2 separate regions of the Gossypium hirsutum genome follow, and region 1 is linked to region 2. A link is a contact called in public Hi-C data. All regions are on one chromosome and are shown on one strand. The core of a region is the stretch at or near the end of the contact, and the rest is flanking DNA. Distances in the headings are between cores, read along the strand shown. Region 1 holds the start of LOC107912538 (peptidyl-prolyl cis-trans isomerase FKBP62). Region 2 holds the start of LOC107912550 (nuclear transport factor 2).

What was found. Hi-C and Micro-C count contacts between places; a contact is called where the count stands out from the background.
Region 1: a contact with region 2 is called in a Hi-C map of leaf, with 2.5 times the contacts expected there. The contact joins the promoter of LOC107912538 here to the promoter of LOC107912550 in region 2. A contact is called at or near these places in 3 of 34 Hi-C or Micro-C datasets (all in leaf).

The regions. Positions count from the first base shown.
Region 1 is chrD11:14,923,410-14,926,504 of Gossypium_hirsutum_v2.1, reverse strand. It overlaps LOC107912538 (peptidyl-prolyl cis-trans isomerase FKBP62), which reads right to left and starts at 1,642. Exons shown (of 12, transcript XM_016840750.2): 1 at 1,257-1,642; 2 at 1,061-1,147; 3 at 215-475; 4 at 26-100. The coding sequence starts at 1,437. LOC107912539 (peptidyl-prolyl cis-trans isomerase FKBP15-1) reads right to left here. Exons shown (of 6, transcript XM_016840751.2): 5 at 3,014-3,095; 6 at 2,471-2,805. The coding sequence ends at 2,717.
Region 2 is chrD11:14,722,344-14,725,628 of Gossypium_hirsutum_v2.1, reverse strand. LOC107912550 (nuclear transport factor 2) reads left to right here and starts at 1,468. Exons shown (of 10, transcript XM_016840769.2): 1 at 1,468-1,756; 2 at 2,118-2,188; 3 at 2,287-2,424; 4 at 2,896-3,184; 5 at 3,272-3,285. The coding sequence starts at 2,132.

The sequences.
Region 1 (3,095 bases), core at 393-2,892, 200 kb before region 2:
GAGGGACGGCATTGACAATACAAACCCTCCATAACAGTGAACTCCTTGCCATCAGCTTTTGCAACCACTGTTCCATCCTCAAGCTTAGCTTCATAGTTAACTGGATTCAAGATACAAACCGATTATTAAACAACCTAGCTCAACTGAAGACCCACTCGGATAGAAATAATATTATTATAAATATTAAAAGAACAAACAGATTGAAAATATCTACCTAACACTTCATCAGGGTCCTTGGGATTCTCCCACTTCTCTCCTCCAGTCAGTATCTTCTTAAATAGCCCACCGTCTTTGCAAATGTCCTTGACACTTGTCCAAGAGAGCAATTCAACATCGAATTGGAGGGTCGCATTAGGAGGAATGGTTGGCGGTGAGCCAGATTCACCATATGCCAGCTCAGGAGGAATGGTAAAAATAGCATTCTCACCTTTCTTCATTGTCTTAATACCTTCATCCCATCCTTTAATAACTTGTCCTGCAAACATTAAAAGAAAGCAGAAATTCCATATTGAAGTCCAAAACTAAACAGAAACTTGACAATAAAGTAATCGAATTTCCAAATGCGACACACCTTGAACTCCTGCTATAGATCAACCTCAAGAATATGATCATCAGAAGACAGAACTAATTTAATCGGCCAAATGAATCTAATTACAGTGAAAATAATAAATCCATGAATCCCGTATTTTGGTATTGCCAATCTCCAAGCGAAACAAACACTAAGATTCAAGGAAATTCCTCTTATCACATTCCAAACGGAGCACAAAAACAATGAAACTCGAACAGCAGGAACACTAGTAGGACTTCAGAAACTCGCCATGGTTTTAACATTAAGTTCCAAAATTTTAAACGCATTTCCAGGAAAAGAAATGAAACAATGTTGACGTATTGGGTAAATTTTAAGCACGTGTTACTGAAAAACATATGCTTCAGACTCGTATTAATTAATAATGCAAAACACTAAAATCAAACATATATTTTTCAACATCTAATTGAATATAAATCAGATTAAAATTGATTTCAGAAATATTCAAAAGAGGAAGGGGTGAACTTTATTTACCTTGACCGAGAGCAAACTTGAAAGGAGTCCCTCTATCACGGCTTGAATCGAATTTAGTTCCATCCAGCAACGTCCCCGTATAATGAACTGTACCAACAACAACAACCAATCAGACTCCAAAACATTTTTGAAAACAGAAAGAGTAATTATTTATTGCTTTTACTTGTTTATTATAGTGTAATTCAGATACATATACCTTCAACTTCGTCGACGGTTTCAGGATTCTCCCAACCTTCACCTTCCTTAACAAGTTTCTTCTTCAAGCCTTGCGTTCCGATCTCCTTCTCTTCTCCTACCTTCAAGGTGGGAACATCCCCGGGAAGATCAATGTCGTCATTCACATCCTCCACCAGCGGGATATCAAAATCCTCATCCATTTCGAATAGAAGAGGCTAAGAGATAGGGAGCTAATGTGTGCGTGAAAAGTGAACAATGAGCGTAAACAGGGAAGCTTTCAAAGCTGAGAAATGGAGGAACGCAAAGAAAGGGATTTTATGGGAGAATGTAGGTTCCAGAGGCTTCCATGGTAAGGGTATAGCGAGAAACGTGATTGATCGATTGGTTTTGAAGGGTCAGGATGCTTCCACATTTTCCTTTTTATTTAATTCAAATATATTTCATTTCTTTTTTCTTTTTTTTTTTTCTCTGGGGCTGGATTAAAGATTGCATTGACAGAATTGTTCCTCGTGCGCGGGTTTACAGTTGATCGGACGGCTCCGGCGTATCTGTTACCATTCTTTTACATTAGATTAGTCAATTTATATTTGAACTGGATTAAGTTTTTTAATTAGTATTATTCTTGTGTAATGAGATTATAATAATTTAGAAGATGTGTGTTTAAATGTGATTAAAGCTAAAATTACCTTCCAATTTAAAGATTTAAGGGTTAAGAAGATATCACATCCCCATCATTAATAACATATACAACTTTCTAATCTTAATTTGGAAATACGCGCTTCCTTTGATGGTTATAATAGCAATATTGCCAAATAAAACACATAAAATTTTTAACTTATTATAGTATTTTTATTTAAAATTATTTTAAAAACAATAAAATACATTAAAGTCTTTCGATAAAATCAATGTGAGTTCAATCTTTCGTTATTAAGTAAAAAACCAAATTAAATTAAGCAAAACTTTCATTTTGACCAAATAAAACTAAATTTAGCTTTAAAGTAATTATCTGTTGTTACAGAACACTATCTTGTATCAGAAGATGAAATCAGGTACTCAATTTTGTTGGAGAGACCGACTCAACTTGGTTTAACGACAATGTATAATGCAATCACAATTGTTCCAAGTGATCTTTGTTAACTGTGGAAATTTTACCCTTCATTCATCCTTTGAAATTGAAGCTTGCCTGTCATCATATCAGAAATGCACAACTTTTATCAAGTTCTAATTCGACAGTTGAATTCACCTTATCTGCCCACATATTATAATAATCAAAGGAAGAACCATCCAAAAAGAATGTTTCTCCAACATTCTAACAAACAAATAGTTTTCCTTGTGGAAAAAAAAAAACCCCCCAAAAATATTATCTGAATCCTAGACAGAAGGCCTGTTGAGGTTACGCCATCATAATAGCGTTTTTTACTGGAAAACAAGCGTAGTAAAATATATAAAAAAAAAAGTTGACGCTAATGAACAAAGCAACTATAGCTCATCTTCACTTGTATCCTCCCCACTCGATGGCTTCCCATTGACTGAAACAAGCTCTGTGTCAAATATTAGCGTTGCTCCACCTGGTAAGTTCGGCAAATAAAAAATTCGTCAATTTTTGTTTCCTCTGATAGACAAACAGCCAAAGCAGCTTAAAGCAAAGATTTTATTCAGTATGTAAAGGAGCTTCCATAATAACATCATTCCTTCAATTATATGAATAACGGACCACTGTCTACGACATTGGAATTGTGAAGCATAAAGGAATATGAACAAAAATGAAGAATTTACCTGGGATGGTGGGTGGTGAACCCTGTTCACCATATCCAAGCTTAGCAGGTATTTTCAATTTGCGCTTCTCACCAACGCACAT
Region 2 (3,285 bases), core at 219-2,718:
TCCCTTGCAAGATATTATTGAGTATTGGATCAACCTGATAACACATTGTGCGTTTGTGACTTAGTGACTGAGAATGGTCTTTAGGATTGGGATTGTCTTACTAATCTCGTTCCACGCCCCATTATTCAACAGATCGCAGCGATCATACCCCCATCTAATGTTGTAGGACAATATTGCTTGGCTTGGAAATAGATGGAAAATTATGGTTTTTCATCATCTGCGACTTATAAGAATCTCTTTAGTCAAGTTTTTGATGATGCTGCTATTTGGAAGATGATTTGGAGAGTTCCAACGCCTCAAAAGGTACATGTTTTCTTATGGCTTTTATGGCATGATAGATTATTGACAAATAATGAGAGAAGACGTAGGCATATGACAAAGGATGGTTTTTGTCCTTTGTGTACTGCTAGTTTGGAGACAAGGATTCATCCTCTTCGGGATTGCGCTTTTGCTATGACTGTATGGCGAATAGTGGTTCCTCGGCAAGCCCATAATATTTTCTTTTCTTTGTCAATAAAGGAAAGGTTAGTTTGGAACTTGCAGGATAAAGGTAGTCTTCACTATGAAGAAATGGAGTGGCAAACACTGTTTGTAATCTTGTATTGGCTACTTTGGAATAGTAGAAATGAGTGTGTGTTCTCTAATAGTCATAGGAATATCGGGGCTATTGTGGATACTGGCTACATGTGGGCTAGGAGTTATCGGGATTTGGATATGCAGATGAAATCCTTGGGGACCATGATGAGTCTTTCAAGTTGGACTCCTCCTATAACGGGTTGGATAAAACTCAATTCAGATGGAGTTGTGTCGAATTTGGAATGAAAGGCTCCTATTGGAGGTGTTCTTAGAGATTCAAATGCAAATTGGTTATGAGGCTACGCGATGAGTTTTGGTCACGAGTCAGTCTTTAAAGTTGAAACAAGAGCGATGTTGGAAGGGTTATTCTTAGCTTGGGATAAAGGGTTTTGGAAAGTTGGAGTTGAGTGTGATAATGCTTTGTTGGTTGAATTACTTTTGCCTGGTGGAGGAGCTAGTAGTAGTTTAGTGGAGCTGCAATTGTTACATCAAGTTTTGTGTCGGAAATGGGAGATTCGTATCCGACATATCTCAAGAACTCTTAATGGTGTTGCTGATCACATGACTAAATGTGCTGATACAAGTAGCTCTTTGATACGTTTATTTAGATCCCCACCGGCTTCGGTCATGAACTTGCTGAGAAAAGATCGCAAGATGTCTATTTACTCTTGATTATAGGTTTATCGATGTCTATTTACTCTTGATTATAGGTTTATCTAGTGTAATCGCTTAATGTTGTCATTCTCTAAAAAAAAAAACTTGATTTATTTTAAGTTAAATCAAATAATCGCTCTAATTATTTAAAAAACAATTAAATTATTAGTTAAATGGAATAATTTTTGGAGAAATCAGAATAAAGAATAAGAATACAAAAGCCAATATGCTTTTTTAACTCTTTTTTATTTTTATTTTGCTTGCGGAGTATAAATATAAAAAATCCTGGTGCAGAGGAGTCTCTCTTGCTCCTCGGTCTGTCTGCGGCTCTTCAACATCATAAAAAAACCCTAAAACCCGCCAAACCACCCCCACAAAGAGGGGTGAGAGTGAGAGAAAGATTAATCAGAACAAAAGAAGAAGCGATCTGAATTCAAATCCAAATAAAGAAAATCATAACCTAATACTCTCTTCTATCTCACCTCTCTTTTCTTTTTGTTCTTGCGATAAGAATCTAAAAGCTCAGGTAAACTATCGCATGTTTCAACTTTTTTATTTTTATTTCTTGTTTGGTTGCTTTAATGTATATATCTTAGATCAACGACGATTGTTAGGTTAGGCGAAACAAAAGATGCTTAAATTTTCCCAGGAATATGATTATGCTGAATTTTAACTGCAAACTTACTGTTTCGTGGATCTCGTGGTTCTGTTTGTTTTAGCGGAAAGTTTTCCTATGATATACTCACTTGTTCAGCAGGTATAAGTTGGAATTCTTCGTGGTTATTTACTGGGGAAAAAGATTTATGCCTTTGGACATTTGGTCGGGGTTAAATATTTGGGTTTAGGGTTTTGAGTAGTATTTTAATTTAGGTTTTGTTGTTTTGCAGGCTTCAAATCGGCAATGGCATCTGTAGAACAACAAGTCCCTGCTGGAATTGCTACTCCTACTTCCGATGTTGTATGTTCCTCACCTGCTTTTTTTTTTGTCGTGGGTCTATGTGTTTAGTGATTATTTATTTTAAAGTTAAGTTTTGCTCTCTATTGTTGATGGTTTAGGTCGGTAATGCCTTTGTTCATCAATACTACCTTATCTTACATCAATCCCCTGAGCTGGTTCACCGGTTTTACCATGATAGCAGCAAACTTGGCCGCCCCGAAGAAAATGGCGGCATGAGTATTACAACTACTATGCAAGTGAGTTTTCTGTCTGTCACTCTGTCTCTTTCATGCATGTGTGTTTGTCCCGGGTCAAATGTTTTAAATGTGCGTGTTCTGTAGTCATTATGTTTCTCTTCAAATTTTTCTGCAAACCATGTTTTTGCCCTTTTCAAAGCCATGTATTAGTAAGTCCAGGTTTACTTGGTTTGTAATGTAAAAACTTACTCTAGTTGTGGTTCTATTTGTGCAAAAATAGAAACCTAGGGCATGTACAACAATTGGACTTTTTTCTAAATGGCAAACTGTTCAATAATAGAAATTTCTAATTTAAAAAAGAACTGGTTGCATAACCAACTTTGTTCTTCAACTTTTATACTGTTGGTTGTATTGGGGCTTAGAAACTTTTTTTTTCATTCTCTTGAGTCTTGATGTAATTTCCAGATGGTTAATGCCTTAGAGGAGTTAAAAAATGATAGATCTGAAATTGTGATTCATTTTGTGGACCAGGCCATCAATGAGAAGATACTCTCACTTGGTTATGGAGAATTCACTGCAGAAATAACAACTGTAGACGCACAAGACTCTCACAATGGAGGAGTACTTGTTCTTGTGACTGGGTATTTAACTGGAAAGGACAAAGTGAAGAGGAAATTCACTCAGAGTTTCTTTTTGGCACCTCAAGACAAGGGCTATTTCGTTTTAAATGATGTTTTTAGATTTGTCGATGATACGAAACATCAACCTGGGAGCCAGGACCCAGTTAATGGTTTTGAGGCTTCTCTTACTCCTGAGCAAGGTAATCTGAAACCCAGAGTCTGCGACTGACTCCTGACATAGAGAATTATAATGATGTTCTCCTATTGATATTAATATTTGACTGCAGACCATTCTCCTGTT